Regions from separate parts of the Mus musculus genome. Here region 2 is linked to region 1. The links are chromatin contacts, called in public HiChIP or PLAC-seq maps. All regions are on one chromosome and are shown on one strand. Each heading gives the region's core, a stretch centred on a gene start, on an enhancer-like site or on the middle of the called end of the contact. The rest is flanking DNA. Distances are from core to core; before and after follow the strand shown. Region 1 overlaps Phactr4 (phosphatase and actin regulator 4). Region 2 holds the start of Med18 (mediator complex subunit 18).

Region 1 (5,488 bases), core at 1,237-3,736:
AAAATGTACTCATAATAAATAAATAAATAAATAAATAAAAAACAGAAAAAGAAAGTGGCTGGGGGTGTAGGTCAGTGGTAGGTCACTTGTCCAACATGTGTCACACCTTACAGGTTTAATCATCAATGAAGGACTATTTATCTGTCTAAATTCTAAACAACTGAACTCTCAAGTAGGAGGTTATAGACATTTAGGGAGATGTGAAAAGTGGGGTGCGGCCGGTCGTGGTGGAGCACGCCTTTAATCCCAGCACTCGGGAGGCAGAGGCATGCGGATTTCTGAGTTCGAGGCCAGCCTGGTCTACAAAGTGAGTTCTAGGACAGCCAGAGCTATACAGAGAAACCCTGTCTCGGAAAAAAAAAAAAAAAAAAAAGAAAAGAGGGGTACTTCTAAAATAGGAAATTCGTTTGGTAGAGTGTGTACCTTCCAAGCACAAAGCCCTAGTTCCAGCTCTAGCATTATATAAACCAGACACAGCACATTCCTTCAATCCTAGTGCTAGGCAGGAAAATCACAAGTTCAAGATCATTCTTGCTATGTCAAGAATACAAGCAAGCCCTGTGCTACAGGATCCCATCTGGTAAATCAGTCAAATAATCCATCAGTCAATGGAACCCACGAGTGCTTTTGTTGTTATTGTTTCCAGGCTGACTTTGAGTTTCCTGTGTGGCCAAGGATAACCTTAAACTCTTGGCTCTTCCAGTCTGCATCTTCCAAGTGCTGGGATTTACAGCCTGTATCACCAAGCCCAACTAACTCAGGGAATTATTCTTTTTTATGCATATGTACAACGTGTATGTACCTGTGTGCAAGCACACTGGGCACACGCATGACATGGGATGATTGTGGAGGTCAGTAAGCTCTGGCTCATCTCTTTGGCTGAGACAGGCTCTCGGTTGGTTGCTGCACACCAGCTGGCCCTTAGGCCTCTGGGGATTTTCTGTCCTATCTTTTCATCGCCCCACAGAAGCACTGCATTACAACAGTGTGTGTGCAGCTGGCTTTACGTGCGTCCTGCAGGTTCCAACTGAGGTCCTCGTGTTTCTATCAAGCACTTTACCTGCTTAGTCACCTCCTTAGCCCAAATGAGGAACTCTTAAAAATAGAAGCCTTGGGCTGGCGAGATGGCTCAGCGGTTAAGAGCACCGACTGCTCTCCCAAAGGTCCTGCGTTCAAATCCCAGCAACCACATGGTGGCTCACAACCATCCATAATGAGATCTGATGCCCTTTTCTGGTGTGTCTGAAGACAACAACAGTATACTTACATATAACAATAAATAAATATTTAAAAAAAATAGAAGCCTTGTTTAGTTGTTTGTTTGTTTGTTTGTTTGTTTAGAGACAAGATCTCCTGGTGCCCGGGTTGGCCTGAAACTCAATGTCTAACTAAAAAGGACCTTGAACTTCTGATCCTTTTATCTCTGCGCCTCCCCTCTGTGGGGTCAGCTGCAGAGCACAAGCACACCAGGTTCTCTGCAATCGGGGAAGAGCCCAGGGCTTTGCTCAAACTAGGTGGGCACCCCCCTCGCTCCTCAGAACATTTAAATCTTAGTACCTTACCTTCTGATGTCTCTTTGAACTTATCACTGCTTTTTTTTTTCCTCCATTTCCACGGCTTGAAGATCTTGCCTAACGCTGAGAACTTGCTTTTCCTTTTGGTGGGAGGTGTTGTGTCCCCTGCTTCCACACTGTCCATGCCCATGCCTGGGTCTCCAGAGGGCTGCTCTGCTTCTTCTGTTCATGGAGAGGAACGGGAAGGGACAGCCAATTTATTATCCTTATATAGCCTCTAAAAATGTCCCCTCTTCCTGTAGCAGTCGGAAAGAATCAGAGCAATGACAATCACGCAGACAGTCACACTCCGGACATTACATGGACAAAGGCCCAAACTCAAACTTAAATCACTAAAGAAGCCATTTAAGAGGAAAATTTAGGGAGATGCTAGAATCAAGCCGACATCATTAGCATACACAATACAGTATAAGCTCTGTATCACTGAAGCAAGGACTCCCTCCGGAGACTGAGGGGATCGCTGTTAAATATTACCCTCTCAGCAATTCCCACGATTCAAGTAACTCAGGGACAGGCAAGTCATCAAGTGTTCACACCTTGTGTCTGTGTATCACATTTTTCTCCCCACACACAAAGAGCGCTGCATAACTGTGGAAGATTGGGAGACGAGGTGGGGACAGGGCGTTAGAGAAGATGCCCTGACATGGAAGGAGTTGGAAGAGTGGAGGTGAGGTTCTACTGCCTGTCACAGTATTACTTAGGGACATCCTGATAGTAAGGATCTATAACATAGGTGACATGCTACACGTTCACGACTGAGGTCAAAGGTCTCGAGACCCTCATAATGACACATGTGCAGGGCTTAGTTAGCTTTGAAGGTAGAGCAGGAAGGCAGCAATAACAAAAATGCAGGAAGGCAGTACAATGCAGCCTGCGCCCCACCCACTGTCCCAGGGGCCTCAGGAGCCATCTAGGGGTAAGGAAAGGCTCTGTGGCCTACTCCTGGGGTTAAGGTGCTTGCTGCATCACAGAATCGCACTTCCCTTCCCACTAGCAGCAACAATGTTGGAGGCAGGAAAAGTCTGACACTTGTACTGAACACAATGATCTCCTTTTGACACTGTAGCTTTGTGTTACTGTTTTCTTTCAATTACATTTTTTTTTTTTTAAATTTAGCTTCTGTGCATCTGTGTGGGTGTGGAGGCAGGGGAGGAGCACACAGACAGAGCATCCGTGGAGGAGAGAGACGCAGCTCACTCCTCTGCTTCCACTGCATGGGCCCCAGGACTGAACCAGATCATCAAGAGTGGCTTCCAGCACCGTTACCTAGGAGGCATCTTGGGGCTGGTTTAGGTTTTTTGAGACAATGGATTGCTAGGTCTGGTCTTGAATGTGTGATCCTCCCGCCTTAACCTCTTAAGTGCTGGAATTACAGGTGTGTGCCTCCACATATGACTCCTGTAAATCTCCTGTTAGCACATCTACAGGCATTCCAGGAAATAATCAGAAAATGTTATTTGACTGAAGAAAGGAAAACTACACCTAAAGTTTTAATTGGACTGAAAATGTTAAAGAAAAGATCATAAAGAAAAGCAGCCAACATTTTAGCAGCACAGAGAAGCTCCTGCCTGAAAGCCTCTCAACAAAGTATCATCCGTCACTTAGCCTCTTCTGCTGCTTAAAAATCATAGCTAATCACTTCCTTTTCCGTTTTCCTTTATGTGAGGGAGGGTTTCTCTGTATGGCTCTGGGTGTCCTAGAACAGTCTCTGTAGACCAGGCTGGCCTCAAACTCAAATTTACAGAGATCCACTAACTGCGTTCCAAATTAAAATTTAATTTGATGCTTTTAAAACTTCATTATGAGCCGGGCGTGGTGGCGCATGCCTTTAAACCCAGCACTCGGGAGGCAGAGGCAGGCGGATTTCTGAGTTCGAGGCCAGCCTGGTCTACAAAGTGAGTTCCAGGACATCTAGGGCTATACAGAGAAACCCTGTCTCGAAACCCCCCCACTCAAAAAAAAACCAAAAAAACTTCATTATGTTGAACAATATATTTATATGTCATCTTTCTTTCAAGGATTCACAACGACAAGGAGTAGGGATGTACCTCAAGTTTCCAAAGCATGTATGTGGCTCTAGGTTTAAACCCAATTGAAACATGCACACACACTCGCACACACACACCCACACACATTCTCATTTTGCTTTGTATAAAGCAGGTCACTGAACATATCACTAAATACAGAAAGTGAAAAAGAAAGTGTTCTCTGTAAACCAAGCTGGCCTCAAACTCAGGGACCTGCCTGTCTCTGCCTCCCGAGTGCCCAGCAGGAACAGGGTCTCCTTTGCTTCTCTCTTCATAAGTATCTAATTTTGTCAAATGTTTTAGAAGAACAGAACCTTGATATTTTCCAATTCATTCATTCATATTAACATTTAATTATTTATCTATCTTTGTATTTTTATTTTTGCTTGTTTTAAGCAAAATTTAAAACCTGGATCTTAAGTAGCTCAGGATGACGTTGAATTTATTTGTAGCTGAAGATAACCTTGAACCCCAGAACCTCCATGGTCTTGTTCTCAAATGCTGAGATGACAGGTGTGAGCCACCACATCCGGCTTCACTCACATCTCTGCTCCTCCTCCTCTCCACTCCCTAGTCTCAATGACAAACTGCATATTATTTCACTGACTCACATGTCTGTCCAAATATTTAGAATCAGCCCAACTGCCTTTATAATATACAGGATCTGCAGGAAGTGGGGCCATGAATCCTTTTAAAACTCTCAGTCAGGTGTGATGGCATACGCCTATAATCTTAGCACCAGGAGGCAAAAGCAGGAGGATCAAACGTTCCAGGACAGCATAAGATGCATAGTGAGACCCTGTCTCAAAAACACAAGGGCAGGGCTGAGGAGCGCCTATGAGTGTGGCACTGGCATGAGGTTCTGCAAACAGCTAAGCACCACAAAAGAAAAAAACCCTAAATATCCAGGGGTCCCTGTCCACCAAGTTTGCTATCCAATTGAAGGAGAAAACTGACTCCCAATCCCAAACACATCATACACTCACACTGATAATAAATAAAATAATAAGGAGCTAGAGAGATGGCTCAGCAGTTAAAAATACTTCATTGAGGGGCTGGAGAGATGCTGTACTTCCAGAGGCCCTGAGTTCAATTCCCAGCAACCACATGGTGACTCACAACCGTCTGTAATGGGATCCTATGCCCTCTTCTGGTGTGTCTGAAGATATCACAACAATATACTCACATATATACAAATAAGTTAATTAATTAAAAAAATTTTCATTGCTTTTGCAGAGGACCAAGGTTCAAGTCCCAGCACCTACATAGTGTACAACTCTAGTTCCAGAGGCTCAGATGCCCTCTTTTGACCTCGATAGGCATTAGGCATGCACACAGTACATATACAAACATACAGGGAAAATACACATACACACAAAACAAGTCATTTTTAAAATTAAAATAATACACAAAATGTATCATGGCAGGACGCACTGGCTCAGACTTATCATCACAGCAGTATCACTATGGGAAGGATTACAAGTTTGAGGGCAGCATAGATTATGTATATAGCAAGCCTTGTCTCAAAAGAGACAAACCTGTAACAATGTATACTGTGTATGCTTGGGTGTAGTGTAGTGGTCCAAATGTGCCAGTCAGCTCAAGTCAGTTCACTGTGTTACACAACACCGTGTCGGTGCGTTGTGTCCTTGTTCTAGCAACTGCTGGGAGAGGGACAGTAAAAGCTCTAGTTAGCAAAGTCATTTGTCGCTGTTTTGTGTGACAAGGTCTTACTCTGTTGGATAATTACAAATTTAATTATGTTTTCCACTTTAAAAAAAAAATTAAGAGCCAAGTATGGTGGTGCATGCCTTTAATCCCAGCACTCAGGAGGCAGAGTAAGGCTTATCTTTGAGTTTGAGGACAGCCTGGTCTACAAAGTAAGTT
Region 2 (5,488 bases), core at 1,315-3,814, 76 kb after region 1:
ACAAAACAAAAAAATCTTAAAAAAAAAAAAAAACAATTAAAAAAACTGAAGCTCCAAAAATAAATATAAAGATAAAACCACCACATGTCCCCTGACCTGTATCAGCTGTTTTCTTTGTAACCAAAAATGAGAAGGAGACCAGATGCCCAGCCCAACTGTACTAGGAGAGGTGAGGGCACTGTGATGTGCTCATATACACATTTAAAATGGAGGCCGTGGAGCAACAAAAAGCTAAGACACGTACCGAAATGAATGAACTATGAAATAACAATGCTAACTCAACAACAGACACAGCCCAGTCAGCATGCACAGCGCATGCACACAGTTAGGCTCAGGCCCGAAGATCAGAGGTTAACACTGCTCCTGGACACCCAGCCAGTTAGAGGTCAGCCTGGGGGTTTGAGAGGAGGCTCAGCAGCTAAGAGTGCTGGACCTGGGTTCGGTGTCCACCAGCACCCACACGGTGGCTCATAATCGTCCACGACTCCTTTTCAGGGAACTGGACATACTTGTCTGACCTCTGACTCCCACACATGCAGGCAAGACACTCATACAGATAAAATAAGATTTAAAAATCTAAAAGAATCATTTTAATCATACTTGAAAAAAATTAATCAGCCTGGGCTCCTTAGTACTGCTTCCAAACAACAAAAACAATATAAATTCTGTCATAGGACATGACTTTATCAAGGATATAATGCTAGGAGAAATAAGCCAGTTGGGGACCTCACTCATGTGGGGCATCTAAGCAGCTAAGGTAGGAAACACAGTGGAGAGGTGAGAGGGAGACTCGGTATGAGGTTTTTTTGGTTTGTTTTGTTTTGTTCTTGTTTTTTGTTTTTAAATTTTATGTGTAAGAAGGAGTGTTTTGCCTGCAAGCTCATCTGTGAACTACCTGTATGCCTGAATCCATGGAGACCAGACTAGGGCATCAAATTCTCTGCAACTGGAGTTACACACAGTTGTGAGCTGCCATGTAGGTGCTGGGAATTGAACCAAGAAGCAGCCAGTGCTTTTAACGGCTGGGCCTTCTCCTCGGGCCTGAGTTTTAATTTTTCAAGATGAAAAAAAAAAAAAAATGAAAGTCATGCAGTGGTGGCTTGTGCCTTTAATCCCAAGCACTTGGGAGACAGAGCAGATGGACCTCTGAATTCTGAGTTCGAGGCCAGCCTGGTCTATAGACAGCGAGAACTATACGGAGACAAACAAAAATAGAGGAAAGAAAGAAAGAAAGAAAGAAAGAGCAAGGGAGGGAGGGAGAGAGAGAGGGAGAGAGGGAGAGAGAGAGAGAGAACAGACAATAGGACAATAGTGGTAAATATCTATAATCCCAGGCCCCTGCAGCCAGAAGGGTCTACAGAGTGAGTTTCTGGCCATTGAGCCATCTTCCCACCCACCCTCTTTTAAACACAGTTACAGGAACCCTACAGTTGCCTATAAGTCATCTCAACTTGCTCTAGCCAGAAAAAACTGAAAACTTGGTAACACAAGCTCCTTGGCTGACTTACCCTGCAGGAGGTACTCCATCATGTTAATGGTGCCCCCAGTGACGGGCATCATGGTGACTGGAGGCGCCTCCATGATGCCTCTAATTAGGTTCAAGACAACAGAACTGCAAACAGATCTTCCAACCGGAGAAGCACAGGATCCACCTGGAAAAGTCACACTTGTCCATACCCTGTTTGCTGCGGCAGTGGCCTTGAAACCAAAGCTCATTCAGTCTTAACTTTGCACATCTGCTTATACAGCCGGTTCCAAGAACGGGTGACTCGGGAATAAGAGGGGTTCTAGCTCCGGAGATACGGAATAGCCATCTAGTATCAAGTTCTGAACCTTATAAACGTTTTTCTATGTAATCTCGAGGCAGCTATGTAACCTCTTGTTCCGAAACCTACTGTCTCGTTTAAAATAAGACCAAGGGTGTTTAACCCCACAGCCCTCGTCTCCCCCACCCACTACCTGGCTCGAAAGAAACCGACATTCATATTCAAAAATGGTAACTACACTGGGCTACACTGAGAGGCCTCGTTTCCAAACATAAAGAAATAAAAACCGGCTGTGTTGGGGGGAACATCTGTAATCTCAATACTTGGGGACAGAGTTAGAAGGACGGCTGCAGCTTCGGGCTAGACTGGTCTATATAGCAAATCCCGGCCAATTAGGGCATCACAGTGAGACTGTCTCAAAGAAAAAACAAAAGAAAAGATCCGAGGGAGACCTAAGGACCTTGTCCACCCTTCACTCTATGCGGAGGCCATGCAGACTCAGGGAAAGGCCCCAGGGCACACGAGCGATGTAACTAGAACTGGTTCTGCCTTTATGAGAACGCCTCTGCAAATGAGCCAGGCGGGAAATATGAAGTTAGAGTGACTGTCCCGGTCCTCCCACGCGGGCAGCCGGGACACGTGTGCACTTACACTAGCAACACGTCTCCGTCCGCGCTACAGATCCTTGTAAAGCTGGAATTAAATCCACGCGTGCACACCCGCAATCCGCACCCCCAAATGCCGCCAGCGCAGAGCCAGAGAAACCGCCAAACTCTCCCTTCAGCACTTCCGGTAGGAAGCTGAGGGACAGGAAACTTCTCCGCTACCGCCCCGAAAAGTAAGGGTGCCGAGAGGGCAAGGAACGCGCCCGCCTTCTGGCACCGGTGTGCAAGAGCGCACGCGCAAGGTTCGGGGCTGCTGTTGCTTTGGGGTCCTAGTCTAGAGTGGTACCGTGGAAGGTGACTGTCATAGGACAGCTCTAGGATACGTTTTTTTTTTTTTTTTTTTTTTTTTCAGCTTCGACGACCTGGATGTTTTGATCAGATCTCATAAAGCCGATTGGATACCATATTTAAATTTTGAACTCAGCCACTGGGGGGAGCGAGGAAGGAGAGTCACATTGAAAAAGAAGGGAGGCGGAGGTGGCGGGGCTGGCAGTGAAAGAGATGTAAAATGAATAAGTTAAAAATTAAATTAAAGAAAAAGAAAAGGAAGGGGTATGTTGTAAATCGGAAACGCTAACCACAGCGTTGTGTATTTATATATAGACCTCAGCAGGAACAATATTTTGTGTGCTTTCAAGGGTCTGGAGAAACAGCTCAGTGCTAGAGCCTTGTCTGACATGTGCAAGGCCATAAGTTTAATACAAAACAACAGCAAACTTGTTCAATTTACAGTGCATACCATAACTTTAAATACATGGGACCAGGCACAGTTCAAATCTGAGAACCTTGGGAAGCTGTGGTAAGGATCTCTCCAGCAGAGCCATTCAACGCTTAAACAATATTGTGAGGTTTTTAATAAATAAATAAATAAATAAATAAATAAATAAGTTAATTAATAAGGGCTAGAGAGATGGCTGAGCAGTTAATAGCCCCTGCTGCTCTCTCAGAGGTCCCAAACTCCCACATAGTGGCTAACAACCATTTATAATTTCCTTTCCAGGGGCTCTATTACCTTGTCTGACTACATCAGTCACTGCATCCGTGTGGTAGACATGCATACACACTTGCAAAAACACTCATAACACAAAATATAAATAAATAACTAGGGGCTGGGAAGATGGCTAAGCAGTTTAGAGCACTTGCTGTTATTCAGAGGACCTGGGTTCAGCCCTAACACCCATATCATGTGACTCACAACCACCTGCCACTCTAGTTCCAAGGGATCTGACACCCTCATCTGGCATCCATGCTAAAGGACATACATGGTACACATATATCTAGGCACACATATACATTAGATAGATAGATAGATAGATAGATAGATAGATAGATAGATAAGGATTTTAAATTCAACAAGTACTTATTGAACTCTGTACATATGCCAAACACATAAGGGACATAGAGTGAGGCACCCTTAATCTTTCAGGACCCCTCCCTCCTTAACATTTCCCCAAAGGTCACTACCTCAGGCAAGGGTACCTGGTTCCCAGTCAGTCTGGGCAGCTTGTATCAGCTCAGGGCTCCACCTTGCTGTCACATGAAATCAGCTTGCTTCTCTGCCACTTTGTTCTTCTTTCTGCCACCTCCTCCCATGGCTTGACAGTTTAATCTCTAATACATCTTTCTTTGTAATCATGGAATGGTCTAGTTCAGTATATATCAACATAATCACTTATGACATTCAGACAACAACAAGAAGTTGAGTATTTAAGATTAAGAAAAATGCAGGGCTATACAGCTCAGTGGTACAGGGTGTCAGGCCTGAGGTTTGATCCCCAGCACTGTAAATAATATTAATAACGCCTGTAAGGCAATGTTTTAAGAGGTTAACGAAGCCGGGAGGTGGTGGTGCACGCCTTTGATCCCAGGACTCAGGAGACAGAGGCAGGCAGATTTCTGAGTTCGAGGCCAGCCTGGTCTACGGAGTAAGTTCCAGGACAGCCAGGGCTACACAGAGAAACCCTGTCTCAGAAAACAAAAAACAAAAAAACAAAACAAAACAAAAAAGAGGTTAATGAAAAAACTCGTGAGACAGTAGCACGCACACTGTAGTCCACACTTTCCTGGAACTCAAGGCTCAGGACAAGTGTGAGTGTGAGCCACCACCCTCTTCATTTAGCTGATGATGTTAAATAACATGGAGAGCCAGTCCTGGTGGTGCATGGGAGGCAAAGGCAGATAGATTTCTGTGAGGTCCAGGCTAGCGTGGGCTACAGTAGTGAGGTCCAGGCCAAACAGGGCTACACCATGACACTCTGTCTCAAAATACACACACACAAAACACATGGGGAGGGGGAGAGAGCACACACTGTGAATCTACACGCAACAGTACGGACTAGACAAGTAAGACTCCAGGTGCATACTAACACTGATACTGAGTAACTGAGTAACTAGCTCCTAAGACTTTAGGGTTGGATTTGAGGCCTGCACCACAGGAGAAATTTCCATCTGCTACTGTAAACCTAGTCAAAAGCCTGCGGCTTGTGAGGTCACCAGTACTAGTAGAAGACACTGCTGTTGTTTTGCTGAAGAACATGAAATACCAGTCAAATTGCCTTCCAAATGGCTACGTTTATAGGTAGAGGTTAATAGGTCTGTCAGCTTTCCTCAAAGAAGCTTCCTTTTTCAGTGGGCAGGGATCCCTGAGGAGACTCCTAACTAGTTGGTCAGACTGATGAGAGACTGCTGGATGTTCAGCCATGAATGAGAGAGCTCCCATAACACTCCACAGCTCAGAGAGCATCACAGAAGAGGAGGCCCGAGGAAGGGGTAGTGCTGCTGCTGTCAAATGCTGACTTCCGGGCATGGTGTGGTCATGGCCGGTTTGAACTCACAGTGTTGTGCTTACCTAGCTAGATCTGCTTAAGATTGGGCCCAACCTGTCCGAGGGAAGGGAGAGGTTTGGGAGGCCCCACCCCTCCCTGAAGACTTCCAGCAATTAAAGTTTATTAGGCGAAGGGGAGACATTTTCTTCAGTGCTGCAAGCTACCGACAAAGCACACCTGCTCCTGTAAGCAAGCCCAACGAAACTCATTGGGGAAACCACAATGGAAGTAG

The links. HiChIP or PLAC-seq counts read pairs in DNA pulled down with a chosen protein or histone mark.
Region 2: an H3K4me3 HiChIP or PLAC-seq map of embryonic stem cells shows a contact between it and region 1, with 18 read pairs. The contact joins the promoter of Med18 here to the enhancer-like site in region 1. A contact is called at or near these places in 1 of 15 datasets of contacts at CTCF or cohesin (CD8 T cells), 2 of 484 Hi-C or Micro-C datasets (embryonic fibroblasts and embryonic stem cells), 3 of 115 datasets of contacts at active chromatin or transcription factors (the SCID.adh cell line and embryonic stem cells) and 3 of 9 other capture datasets (adipose tissue, liver and pancreatic islet).

Annotation. Positions count from the first base shown.
Region 1 is chr4:132,385,330-132,390,817 of GRCm38.p6, forward strand. Phactr4 (phosphatase and actin regulator 4) reads right to left here. Exons shown (of 13, transcript NM_001161797.1): 3 at 1,563-1,736. Among named protein-coding and RNA genes, the nearest start is that of Phactr4, 34 kb to the right of the region's middle. Within about 2 kb of position 2,487, at least 16 of the 459 cell types and tissues checked have an H3K27ac peak or open chromatin away from gene starts, as enhancers often do. A contact at or near this core is called in embryonic stem cells, where this site is marked.
Region 2 is chr4:132,461,357-132,466,844 of GRCm38.p6, forward strand. It overlaps Med18 (mediator complex subunit 18), which reads right to left and starts at 2,565. Exons shown (of 3, transcript NM_026039.3): 1 at 2,418-2,565; 2 at 1,509-1,652. The coding sequence starts at 1,581.